Regions from separate parts of the Triticum aestivum genome. Here region 2 is linked to region 1. Evidence: chromatin contacts called from public Hi-C data. All regions are on one chromosome and are shown on one strand. The core of a region is the stretch at or near the end of the contact, and the rest is flanking DNA. Distances in the headings are between cores, read along the strand shown.

The links. A called contact is a pair of places that touch in the nucleus more often than the background predicts.
Region 2: a contact with region 1 is called in a Hi-C map of leaf, with 2.4 times the contacts expected there. The contact joins the promoter of LOC123121638 here to the promoter of LOC123121636 in region 1. A contact is called at or near these places in 3 of 5 Hi-C or Micro-C datasets (leaf and an unstated tissue) and 1 of 1 datasets of contacts at active chromatin or transcription factors (leaf).

What each region holds. Positions count from the first base shown.
Region 1 is chr5D:343,716,599-343,723,096 of IWGSC CS RefSeq v2.1, forward strand. LOC123121636 (U-box domain-containing protein 7) reads right to left here and starts at 3,700. Exons shown (of 3, transcript XM_044541651.1): 1 at 2,846-3,700; 2 at 1,827-2,745; 3 at 678-1,028. The coding sequence starts at 3,375. The coding sequence ends at 1,839.
Region 2 is chr5D:343,930,608-343,936,437 of IWGSC CS RefSeq v2.1, forward strand. LOC123121638 (Golgi SNAP receptor complex member 1-1) reads left to right here and starts at 1,792. Exons shown (of 5, transcript XM_044541653.1): 1 at 1,792-2,064; 2 at 3,764-3,991; 3 at 4,218-4,379. The coding sequence starts at 2,029.

The sequences.
Region 1 (6,498 bases), core at 2,450-4,949:
ACCATAATGTATTAATTTGTCAGTTGCGGCAGCGGCATCTTCTTGATCATCTTAGCTCACCCTTAATCAAGCTTGACGTAATCCTAACACCCACTCCTTTGATCAATCAAGCCCTTAAATCTTAATCAAAACCGCGTGCCACGTGCTAGCCCTTAAACCAATGAAAATGCGGAGTCTGCTGTATAACCACACACTTAACTCGGCCGGTACAGCGAAGGCCAATCTAATAAACTGTTTGCAAATACTCCTACCAGTAGCACTCTACTGGCAATGTCCGTATGTACACACCAGTTTTCCTCACAAATAAATGCCAATACAGTACCTGAACGAGATACGATGCCTGTTCTGAAACTATGTGTACAGTAGTTTGTAAATTGATTTGTACCAAGATTGCCCCATGTGACAGTGACCACCTCAACAATCTGGACCATCTTTGCGGTGGTAGTGGTTAGATTGAGACCAATGTCAATCTGGAAGCAAAGCAGTTGTGCCGAATGAACATGGAGCAAAAGCTGAAACACATGGACCGTGGGAGTTTTTCAGCCTGGCAAAGACCGAATGATGAATGGTCCAACATTAAGATAGTAGCACTGTATCAATCACCCTCCACTGCATCCTCTCTTTTCTACCACCACCTCTAAAACACCTCCCCTCTCCCACTCCAAGAAAAGATCATGTCATGTGCACACACAGGTAAAGATTAAAGAGCAAGCCATGGCTGACGCTGACCACTACTACCAGGCACTAGGTGTAGTATACGACTAATAGTAAATTAACTAGAACTATCACATATACAAAAGCTGGGAAGAAGCGCGGTTAAAACACCAAAAGCAAAAGCGATTAGGAGGAGAAAGAAGAACATCTCGGCGCCCGTCTGCCGATGCATCCGAGCACGTGAGCTCCGTCATGGCAGAGCATAAACAAGCATCGCCCATCACTCCGTCCACAGGCACCAAGAGATGAGATTCCCGGCCTCCAACGCTTGCACCACCATTGCCCACTGTCATGCAACAAAGTCGCCTCTCCTCCTGATACAAGAACAGGGTCAGAGATCGGTTTATTTTAATCTGCTAAAAATGTAATCCAAGCACAGTAGATGGGCAGAAGATGTATCTACTATTCCTTCCATAACACTCCTACTGCTAGTGTAGTGTTGTACGAGTACCAGTATAGTACTCCAGTACCAGCGGTAGTCCAAACGCGAGCGTTATGATGTCCTGACCGGCCGGGAGGACTTTTGGACCAGGGCACGATGGCCGCGCTTGGCCCCAACACTGTTGGGGCGCGCGCGCGCTTACTTTGCCGGAGAGCAACGATGGCCATGGCGTCCCTCGAGGCGAAGCACGACGCCGACCAAAGTGGAGAAGGCTCGGATAGGATTGACCCTGCTTCCAGTTCCACTTCCACCCTGGTTTTCTTAAAACTCCCAACTGGGAAATGGATGACACTCGATTTCTTTATTAAAACCGATCGAGCTTTGCACTTGTGTGCTGTGTTGTGTGGACTAACACTACTACTAGAAGCTCTTAACTTGTACGACCACTATCAGATTAATGCAGAAACTACATTTTGTTTTGGTGGGTCCTGTCATCTGTGACAGCGTGATTAGAAGCAAGGATGGAAATCCCCGTGATTAGATTCCTTGTTTAGTTAGCCGTTGTTGGTCGACTGATCTGGTGGTGGCAGACAAAATGCTACAGTAGAACATTGACATGACAGTGGGGTGATCAACTGACAAAAACAACTAGTGCGACGAACTGTATTTGTTACTGCCATTGTGTGGCACTGAAGCAAGGAATGTGGATGAACTTGTTTTTTTTTTTTACCTGCGGTGGGGCTTAGAACGGCAGGCTTTTGGAGGTGGAGGAGGAGGTGAGCGCCTTGAGGCCGTCCGGCGGCGCCAGGTCCTGCGGGAGCCGCGCCCGCCGCACGATCCGCCGCATGTTGCTCTGCAGGCTCTGCTGCACCAGCTGCCGCACGGCGCGCTTCTCGTTGCTCATGCAGCAGGCCTCCCCCTCTGCCTCCGCCTCCTCCTCCTCCTGGCACCGCCCTCCGCCGCCGCCGCGCTCCTGCGGCGCCGACACCGTGGCCACGACGCCGGACGCGTCCGCCACCTGCTTGCCCTTGTCGGCGCGCAGGATCTCCAGGATCCTCGACGCGCGCTTCTGCGCCAGCGCCGTGCCCACCAGCGTCAGCTCCAGCAGCGCCGACGTGGCGCCGGCCTCCGCCATGGCCGTGCGGTCGCCGTAGCTCCGGTGCGCCAGCACCATCAGCACGTACGCGGCCTTCTCCTGGCACCCGGCGTCGTCGGACCAGTTGAGCACGTCCACGAGCACCGGCACCGCGTCCGGGGCGCGGCTCACCGCGCGCCGGCCCTCGGGGCAGGCGGCCACGACGTTGCAGAGCGCGGCGAGGGCGCGGTCCGACGCCGACATGTCCCCGATGGCGGCGATCAGCGACGGCGCGAGCCCCGCGGACAGCAGGTGCGGCGCGTTCGCCGGCGCGATGGAGAGGTTGAGCAGCGCGCGCAGGGCGTCGTGCCGGACCTGCTCCGTGGCCGCGGCCTCGAACGCGCGCACGAGGAAGGGCGCGGCCCCGGAGGCGCCGATGATGGGCTTGTTCGCGTCCAGCGCGCTGAGGCAGAGGAAGTTGGCGACGAGCGCCCCCGTCAGAGCGCCGGACGCGCCCTCGGCAATGCGGAGCATCTTGTGCACGGCGCCGGCCTGGACGATCGCGGCCTTGTTCCTGCGAATCAAACCAAACACCTCCTGCAGAATCAGAAGCCGAGCACCCCAGATCTGATCAACAAGAAACAGAGGAGCGCGTGGCGGAACAGAAAACTCACGTGTCATTGCCGATCCCCATGTTGAGGAGCGCGTACAGCGCGGCGGCCAGGAGCTCCTCGCCGCCTCCACCCTGGTCGAGCATGGCGACGAGCGGCGGGATGGCGCCGAGCATCGCGAGCATCTCCCTGGCCATGGCGTCGTCCTTGGCCTTCCTCCGCACGACCGTGGCCGCCTCGACACGCCACGAGACGCCGCCGGCAACGTCTCCCTCTCCATCCTGAAGGGCGGCGACCACGACCTTGAGCTCCTCCAGCGCCGCCGACTTCCTGGCGGCCGCGTCAGCCTCGCCCTCGTCGTCGCCGCACTCGGACGGCTCCGCCCTGAGCAGCTCCGCGAGGCGGTCGGACCGCGGCCTCGGCTGCGACTGCGCGCGCGGCTGGGGCGACCGGAAGGACGTCCGGCCGCGACAAGAACCGCCGCCGCCGCCGCACGTCAGCACCTCAAGAAGCTTCCTCCGCATGGTGGCGGCCGAGAAGACCGGCCAGAGCCGGAAGCCACCCGCATCGGCGTGCACGCACCTGACCACCATCGCTCCTTCCCCTACCGCGGCTTCGACAGCAAGTCACATTGGCCGGAGGAGGGAGGGGGACACTTGGCGAAGGAGGGGGCGCTTCGGTAATGGCGTGCAGCGGAAGCCGTGGCGCGGCGCGGCGTAGTAACAGAGAGGGTTTATACTCCGTCCGTGTGAAAGGCAAGGTGGTCACCGAGGACTGACAGGGCGGGCCCACGCAGCCAGGATAAAAAATGGAGGGAGCAATTAAAAACTGGACGCCATCAATGCGGGATTTACAGTTGGATTTTGCAGTGGGGGGCCATCGAGGAGGTGACTAAAAAATGTGTTAAAAAATGCGGCACCAGGTCATTTGCAGACGAATCGATCTGCGAGCGAGTTAAACTTAAAAGTATTTGATCAGGCTTGGTGTGCAGGATGGTGGAGCAATTAGTTTATCTCTGTTACTCCGAAAGTTCGGCAGCAGTACAAATCTGGGATCTATCGTGGCTCATTTACAGTCTAGGAGTAGTTGCGGAAAGAGTGATGAGGCGTAGTTACTGTGTGCATGCAGTGCCACTTGCTTGACACGCCGCCGCGCACCCATGTCTGCATTGACGCAGCACAAGATTTTGTAGCTCCGCCGACAGAGGAGTCCAAGATACTCCTACTACCAGTCTACTCCCGCTGATTGGCTCTTGTCGGTATCATACGCCCTGATGATACGACCGTATCAGGCGCATTTGCTGATGGGTATTACTCTCTCGGTCCCAAAATACTTGTCCGAGGAATGGATGTATCTAGACATATTTTAGTTTTAGATACATCCATTTTTATACATTTCTGCGACAAGTATTTCCAGACGGAGAGAGGAATATGTATGAGCATTGCAATTCTAGCACGTAGTATGATCAATACTACGTCTATCACGCATGATTTATACATCTATCAGACGCATTTGCTGGTGAGTATATACCATGTGCAGCGGTGCAGCGTCTACCACAATTAACTTAATTTCCACTTTGTTTACTAAATATTCCCTCTGATCCATAATAAGTGTGGTGATAACGAAAGTATGCTTCTAATCTCGAGCTCAAATGCTCCTGTTGTGAACAATAAAATCAAATTTGTTTCAAAAAAATGGTATTTCGGCAAACTTTAAGAAATGTTTGAAGTGCATGCAATTTTTCATCACGAAATCACATTAGAGATAGTCGTGGCAAAAACAAAAAACAGTGCTCGAAATGCGTTTGAAATTAACATTTTCATAGCGTCGATATTGTTTTTTTACCATGCCTTGCACGGATGTGATTTTGTGATGAAATTTTACGTGCACTTAAAACATTCTTTAAAGCTTGCCACATAAAATTTTCAGAATTTTTTATTTTATTTCTATTTTTTAAAATTTACGGTTCATGCAGGAGCATTTGAGCTCGAGTTTAGAAACTCGGCATCCTAGTGATAACACTTATTATGGATTGGTGGGGGTATTCTGATTCAAATATGCATTAAATTGTTGTGTGCAATGATTAAATAAAATGACAATAATGTTAGAATTAATGGGCTTGGCCCATGTGCATATAAAAAATTTCTAAGTAAATCTCAAAGGCCCATGTATAAATGAAAGATGTCGAGGTCCGATATTTAGTCCCATGGTGCTGGGGGAGGTGGTGTGAGACGAACTCATATGGTGGAGCCTTCCGACTCCACTAAGTGATTGGTACGAGCAGAGAAAGAGAACCCCACACGCCCGAGCCCGCCTCGCCTCGTTTCGCTGAGCACAGGCCTGGGGCAAAGGGCGCGGACGTGCGCATGCGTGTGAACGGTTCGTGGCCTTGCAGGAGCACAACTTTCTTTTTGATGTTTTATTGTTGGTTTATTGACAAATAAAATTTGGAGTTAAAACATGACCAATAAGTTTTCAAGTAGGAAACCTAGTAGGTTTGGATTGTAAAACACGACATGAGACCGAGTGGTTTCTCCTACACATATGATTTACCGGACACGACCAAATATACATCAAAATCGAGTTTTTTTACCTCGCCTTGCTATTTGCGTCGCCGTTGTAGTCTTCTCCATCCCAAATATCGGTGTGCATCGCCGAGTGGGAGAGCGTGTGTCGGGAATCTTTCGCTCTTGTGATCCTGCATCGGGAGACAATGAATTAGGTTTTTGGAAAGCACTAAGTGCGACTCGTTACGTTCGTCACCATGGGTCGTCTTCCTTCCAAGTCGGGCGGTGTCGCGCACCGTCGTCTCTGCTGCTGTCTGCTTTGACCGGTCTTCGCTAAATCGTCATCAACAACATCGCCTCTGCAGCCGCCACTATTACTTCATGTACAAACGATCAGCTTGTGCATCGTAATATGATCCAATCTCTAATTATGATTGTTGTTACATGTGTAATGTTGTTGATCATGTTGTTTATTGCATCTACTATGTTTGACATATACATGCTAATTGTTGCTTTAATCATAATTTAAATTATAGAATTAATCATGAAATCCAACAACCAGTGCATGTGACTATCCATGCTTATTTTTTGAGAATGTGGTGCACATGCATGCGCTGCGGTTAGTATAGATTAATGCATCAACAAGTGTGTGTGTTTTTAGAAAAACAAGCGCTCTAATTGGGCGTGTACTTTGCAAACTACAAAATCTACTTGACCCATCTAACTTGATTGAAGAGATTTTTGTTAGTTGGACCCTTTAGAGCAAGTACAATAAGGTGATGTAAGCGGGTTATAAGGGTTAAGTATTGATTGCTAATGTAGTGTTTGGTTGCAAAGTATTTCAAGAATACTACAATTTTTTTTAATATGGTTTTAAATACTTTGAGGTGTTTGGGTGTAATAAAAAATTTAGTATTATAAACTACAATATCCACAAAACTATAGTATTATTGCAGTATAAAAAAAGGATGGGACCTCTTTTTTTAAAACTGAGAAACACAACAAAGGCTTTGTCTACTGGTGGCCTATTGCAACGTTATATACTTTTGATTTCCAAACATACCACTGTTTCTGCAATACTTAGAAAGACTGTTGGTTTCATAAACTACAGTATTCATTGTCGCCGCTATAAAAAACCGTAGTATCAAAATACTGAGGTTTGAATACGACATTTGCTTCCAAACAGAGCCTAAGTTGTAAGAGAGATAA
Region 2 (5,830 bases), core at 542-3,041, 210 kb after region 1:
CGAGGGAGGGTGGGCGCCGAGGCCTCGATGGCCACCGGCGAGGGAGGGGAAGGTGGACGCCGGGGCCGGAGTGGCCGCCGGCGGGGACGCGCTTCGCTACCTTTCCTGAAATAATTACGGGAAGGAAATCTACACAGGTGAACATGACATTTCATTCCTATATTTTCCTATTCCCGCGTTTTTAGAATTCCGCGATCAAGTGGGGCCCGGTAGTTTGGTAGCTCCTTGCAAAAAGAAGTTGTTTCTTTTCTCATAAAAAATGGGCACTTATAGGCGCCGGCGCGCCGGCCGAAAGTTTCGGCCGGTCCAGCCCGGGCCGTTGGATCCGAGCAAAAAGAAAATTGAAATCGCCCCCCAGCTCTCTTCTTCCTCGGGAGGGATCCGCATGTCCCGTTCGGGGAGCGCGGCGCCGCGCCTCCTGTCCCCTCCGGTGGTCGCCGGTCCTCACCCTCGCCGGTCTTCCTCGTCGCCGCCGGACCCCGCCCTCGCCGCCCGTCGTCGTCGCCGGTCCCCGCCCTCGCCGCCCGTCGTCGTCGCCGGTCCCCGCCCTCGCCGGTCTTCCTCGTCGCCGCCGGACCCCGCCCTCGCCGCCAGTCCTCGTCGCCGGTCCCCGCCCTCGCCGCATCTCCGGTGGCGCCGGCCGCCAGCCGCAGCACCTGTTGTTGTGCTCGCGTTGTACCTCGCCGTGTGCCCACCCGAGGCTCTTGCTGGTTCCAACAAAAAACGACACCGGTTGTAGCAAAAAAGTTTATCGCTTCCAGCAAAAAAGCTTACCGCTGCAGCCCGCCGTCATCATTGTAGCAAAAATGTTAACCGTATGTAGCTTCTATGGTTGCTGATTGCAGCAAAAAAATGACGTGGTTGTAGCAAAACATAAAAAAAGATAAAGATAAAAGTTTCCATCGTTTTCAGAAAAGCTTTGACTGTAGGTTGAAGCATTTCACACATACGATTGAAGCTTTGTCTACAACGAATGCAACTTTTCTGGTTCGCAGTGTATGGTTGTAGCTTTCTTTTTCAATGGTTGTAGCTTTTTTCATCTACGGTCGAAGCTTTTTTACCAACGGTTGCAGCTTTTTTCTTTGTAGCAGCCTTGGTTAATGCTTTCTCTATCGTTTCGGGTTGAAGCTTTTTCATCAAGGGTTGTAGCATTTTATGTCGACGGTTGTAGCACTCCGCCATGGCAATGACTGCTTGCAGCTTTTGGTGTATCTGGTTGAAGCTTTTTTCATCTTGGTTTGAAGCATTTTGGTTAACGGTTGTAGCATGAGGGCGTGCGGCAGGTTCTGCAATGCCTCCGCCATGTCTGCAGCGCGAGCGCCGCCGTCCTCGCAGCTCGTCGTCACCATGCTCGCCATCCATGATGGCAGCTCTCCTGGGCACCGGTTGCAGCAGGCCACGACGCGGTTCCAGCTTCCGCCGGGGCCGGCGAGCGAGGACGGCGAACGACGATGGGGACGGCCGGCGCGGGTGACCACCGGCGATGAGGACGGCCGCGCGGGGGCAGGGGACGAGGATGGGGCGAGATCCGCGGAGCTGGGAGACGGGGATGGGGCCGCGCGGGGGCAGGGGACGAGGATGGGGCGAGATCCGCGGAGCTGGGAGACGGGGATGGGATGGGGCGAGATCCTACGTGTCGCTTGATGGATGGCTGAGACGAAGCGCGCGTGGACGCGACCGGCCGAGTGGTTCGGCCGGCGCCCCGGCCCCAAACGTTTCCCTAAATAAATTTGAAGTTTGGTAGACCAAAAATGCAAAATTGTGCACTATGCTGCCGTGGCTTTCTCGATTAAGGGGGCCCCCGGATTGGTGGCTGCACCGTGCCACCGAGCCTCACCCGACCAGTTGACCACCACGGTGCCCCCGACCTGACGCTTCTCCCTCTCCCTCCCCAACGCATCGGGCAACCCACCCCTTCCAACCCTCTCCCACTGATTCGCTCGCCGCGCCCGCGCGAGATCCAGCCGCGCCCCCCGCCGAGATCTCCCGGCGGATCACTAGGACGGCGCCGCCGAGGACTTCGGAGCCATGGAGGCGTCGTCCTGGGACGCCCTTCGCAAGCAGGTGAATACCCCCCCCCCCCCCCCCCCCCATCCTGGATCCCCGCGTCGCGCTCTCTCTCTCGCTCGCTCGCCGGCGTCCGTTCGCCCGAGATCCGGCCCTGGCCGGCGCCTGCGCCGCGCGGTGGGTGTGCTGCGCTGCCGCTGTGGTCCTCGCACCGACGATTCTCCCCCACTGCCCGCTGAATTCATCAGAGGCGACCCACGTAAAATTGGAGCGCCTCGCTCGTCTAATCCGTAGCCTGTGTCTGTGGAGCGAAATGCGTTTTCCTTCATCTTCTGAAATTGTGGAGTTTTCGTGACACCAAGACTAGTTTCATAGTGGCTATGTTCTAAAAACTGTGCCGCAGTTATACCTTTGATCTTCGGAGCAATGTGACACTGAACCAGTGCGCAACTGACTAGAGTTTTGATCCTACCAAAGTGTCCCTTCTGCATCTGATGCTTTTGTTGGCTCGATGTTGTAATCGTGCTTATGGAGTATCTAGTAGTAGTGTAATGCGGTGTTCGTCTTATTCATGAGAGCCAGGTGCTTACGGTTAGTGTGGTCCGACTGTATGGTACGAGTCTATGGCAAAACCTACCCTTTGCTAGGCTAAGAAGGCATCGTGCCTACTTTTTTTCTGTAATGATGTCACTACTGAATGCAATTGCTGCATTAGAGCATGCCTAACGTGGGTGCTAACAGAGGTACGCCAGAATGGATATCCTGGTCGATTGGCTGTTACGTGATTAGGTCATCGATTCCTGGCGTCAGGTGAGGCGCCGACGCAAAAAATTGAATTGTACGCTTGGGCCTTTTTGGCTGTGCGGGGTAAAACGCTGCTGCACCAGCCGTTTTTATTAGTGCCATGTAAAATTGGAGCGCCTCGTCCGTCGAATCCGCAGTCCATGTCTGTGGAGCGAAATGCGTTTTTCTTCATCTTCTGGAATTGTAGATTTTTCGTGACACCAAGACTAGTTTCATGGTGTCCATGTTCTAAAAACTGTGCTCCTCGGCGGCCCATTTCTTTGACTAACATGGGTGGGCTTGGAGCAATGTGACACTAATCTAGTGTGCAACGGACTATAGTTTTGATCCTAGCAAACTGTCCCTTCTGCATCTGATGCTTTTGTTGGTTCGGTTGTGTAATCGTGCTTATGGAGTATCTAGTAATGTAATGCGGTGTTAGTCTTGTTCATGAGAGCTAGGTGCTTACGGTTAGTGTGTTCGGACTGTACGGTATGAGTCTATGGCTGAACCCATCCTTTGATAGGCTATAGGAAGGTGCCATGCCAACTTATTTTCTGTAACGATGTCACTTTCTGAATACGACTGCTGCATTAGAGCATGCCAAACATGGGCGCTAACAGAGAGGCGCCAGGATGGATATCCTTGTCGATTAGCAGTTAGGTCATCGATTCCTGGCGTCAGGTGAGGCGTCGACCCAAGAAATTGAATCGGGAGCTTGGGCCTTTTTTGCCGCGGATAAAACGCTGCTGCACTGGACGATTTTATTAGCGCCTACGGGTTAGCGTCTATAAACTGCTGGGTTTTTTTTTTTAATTTTATGGTATCTTTTTTATTTCCCTAAGCACCTGCATAAGCGACTTGCGTTGAAGATGGCCTTATGGTTTCATGAAGCTATGAGTAGGCTGATAGATGGTATTTGACGTATGTGTGTGTATGGCTAAAGTTGTTACTGTACTATTTCTGCTTGTAGGCGAGGAGGTTGGAAGCTCAGTTAGACGACCAAATGATTGCATACCGTAAATTGGTTTCTATGAAATCGGATGGTTCAGAGAATGATATCGAGACTGATATAGAAAGATCACTAAAGCAACTTCAGCAAGTTAATTCTCAAATGCAAACCTGGGTATCATCAGGAGGCTCGGAAGTTCTATCTCATACATTGACCCGTCATATGGAGATTTTGCAAGACCTGACGCAGGTTCCAATAAATCCCTCTTACACTAAGTAATCACATTCTTCACAATTACAGTTTGTTTAGCTCCAATATTAAATCAAGGTTTCTATTAATTTCTCCCCAGTCATAATAACCATGAATTATAAAGTTTGCTGTGGAGCAACACTCTTTGAAGTTTGGACACCGCATATAGAACGGCTAGACTTCTCTCATAATTCTGAAAAGTTGCTAACCCAACAATTCAACACAGGAATTCTATCGGCTTCGATCTAGTCTCAGAGTGAAGCAACAGCATGCTTCCCTCCTTGACTTGAGAGACTTTGACAGAGCAAAGTTCGACGTGGAAGAGTCTGGAGACTCAGAACAAGCTCTTCTTAGAGAACAAGCTGCAATCAGCAGGAATTCCGGACAGGTAGGATTGTCCTGCTTTTTAGGAGCACCTGTATTGCTTTCTGAAATTTGCCTCAATTTATTGTTAGCTCTATCAGATAGTATCATATAAGGCATACAAACAAACCTAGGATAACAGCTTACATGCATGAATGAAGTTGCATTGCATTACCAACAAGAATTCTCAAGCATTTCAAATTGAAGGAGCCTCACTCACCTTTCTTGTTAGGAGATAATTTAATTCTGTCAGGACAAACAAATGAATTAAAATTCACCTTTCTGGTGGAGTATTTGTTAACAAATATTTATTTTCTTACTGAACAGCACCTGCCACATAAAATAAGGGAACGATGTCGCTTTTATTTTTGGTTTTCCTATGGCATGTGCTGCACAATTTAACTGTTCTTGCTTGTTATTAATATGTTTTGGACTCAATGAGGTTCAGGAATTCCACAAAGGCCCATATATTACATTTAACTTGATTATAGTGCATGCTAATAATTGCATGTGCGCGTCTATTTCAGTTTGAGCAAAATTTCTAGAATTTCAACCTACATGCTCGTGAAATTGCTTGTTTAGAAATCTATCTTTCATTAAAAACTGCAACAAGAACAAGACCAACAGCAACAACAACAACAACAACAACAACAAGAAAGCCTTTTAGTCCCAAACAAGTTCGGGTAGGCTAGAGTTGAAACCCATAGGGTCTCAAAACCAACTCATGGTTATGGCACGTGGATAGCTAACTTCCACGCCCCCCTGTCCATGGCTAGTTCTTTGGTGATATTCCAGTCCTTCGGATCTCTCTTAACGGACTCCACCCATGTCAAGTTTGGTCTACCCCGACCTCTCTTGACATTATCAGCACACTTTAACCGTGCGCTGTATATGCCCAAACCATCTCAAACGATGTTGGACAAGCTTCTCTTCAATCGGTGCCACTTGAACTTTATCATGTATATCCTCATTCTAGACCCGATCCTTTCTTGTGTGGCCACATACACATCTCAACATGCACATTTCTGCTACACCTAACTGTTGGGCATGTCGCCTTTTAGTTGGCCGACATTCAGCTCCATACAACATTGGTCGAATCGCCGTCCTATAGAACTTGCCTTTTGGCTTTTGCGGCACTCTCTTGTCACAGAGGACGCCAAAAGCTTGGCGCCACTTCATCCATCCAGCTTTGGTTCAGTGGCTCACATCTTCATGATATCACCATCCTTTTGCAGCATTGACCCCAGATATCGAAAGGTGTCCTTTTGAGGTATCACTTGCCCACCAAGGCTAACCTCCCTTCTCCTGCTCGTGCCTACTAGTCTGAAGCCGCACCTTATGTACTCAGTTGTTACTTTTCGATTCCAAAGTCTGTCTCCACAGCTCTAACTTTCTATTAACCCCCGTCTGCCTATCGTTGACTAGCACCACATCATCCGCAAAGAGCATACACCATGGGTTATCTCCTTGTATCTC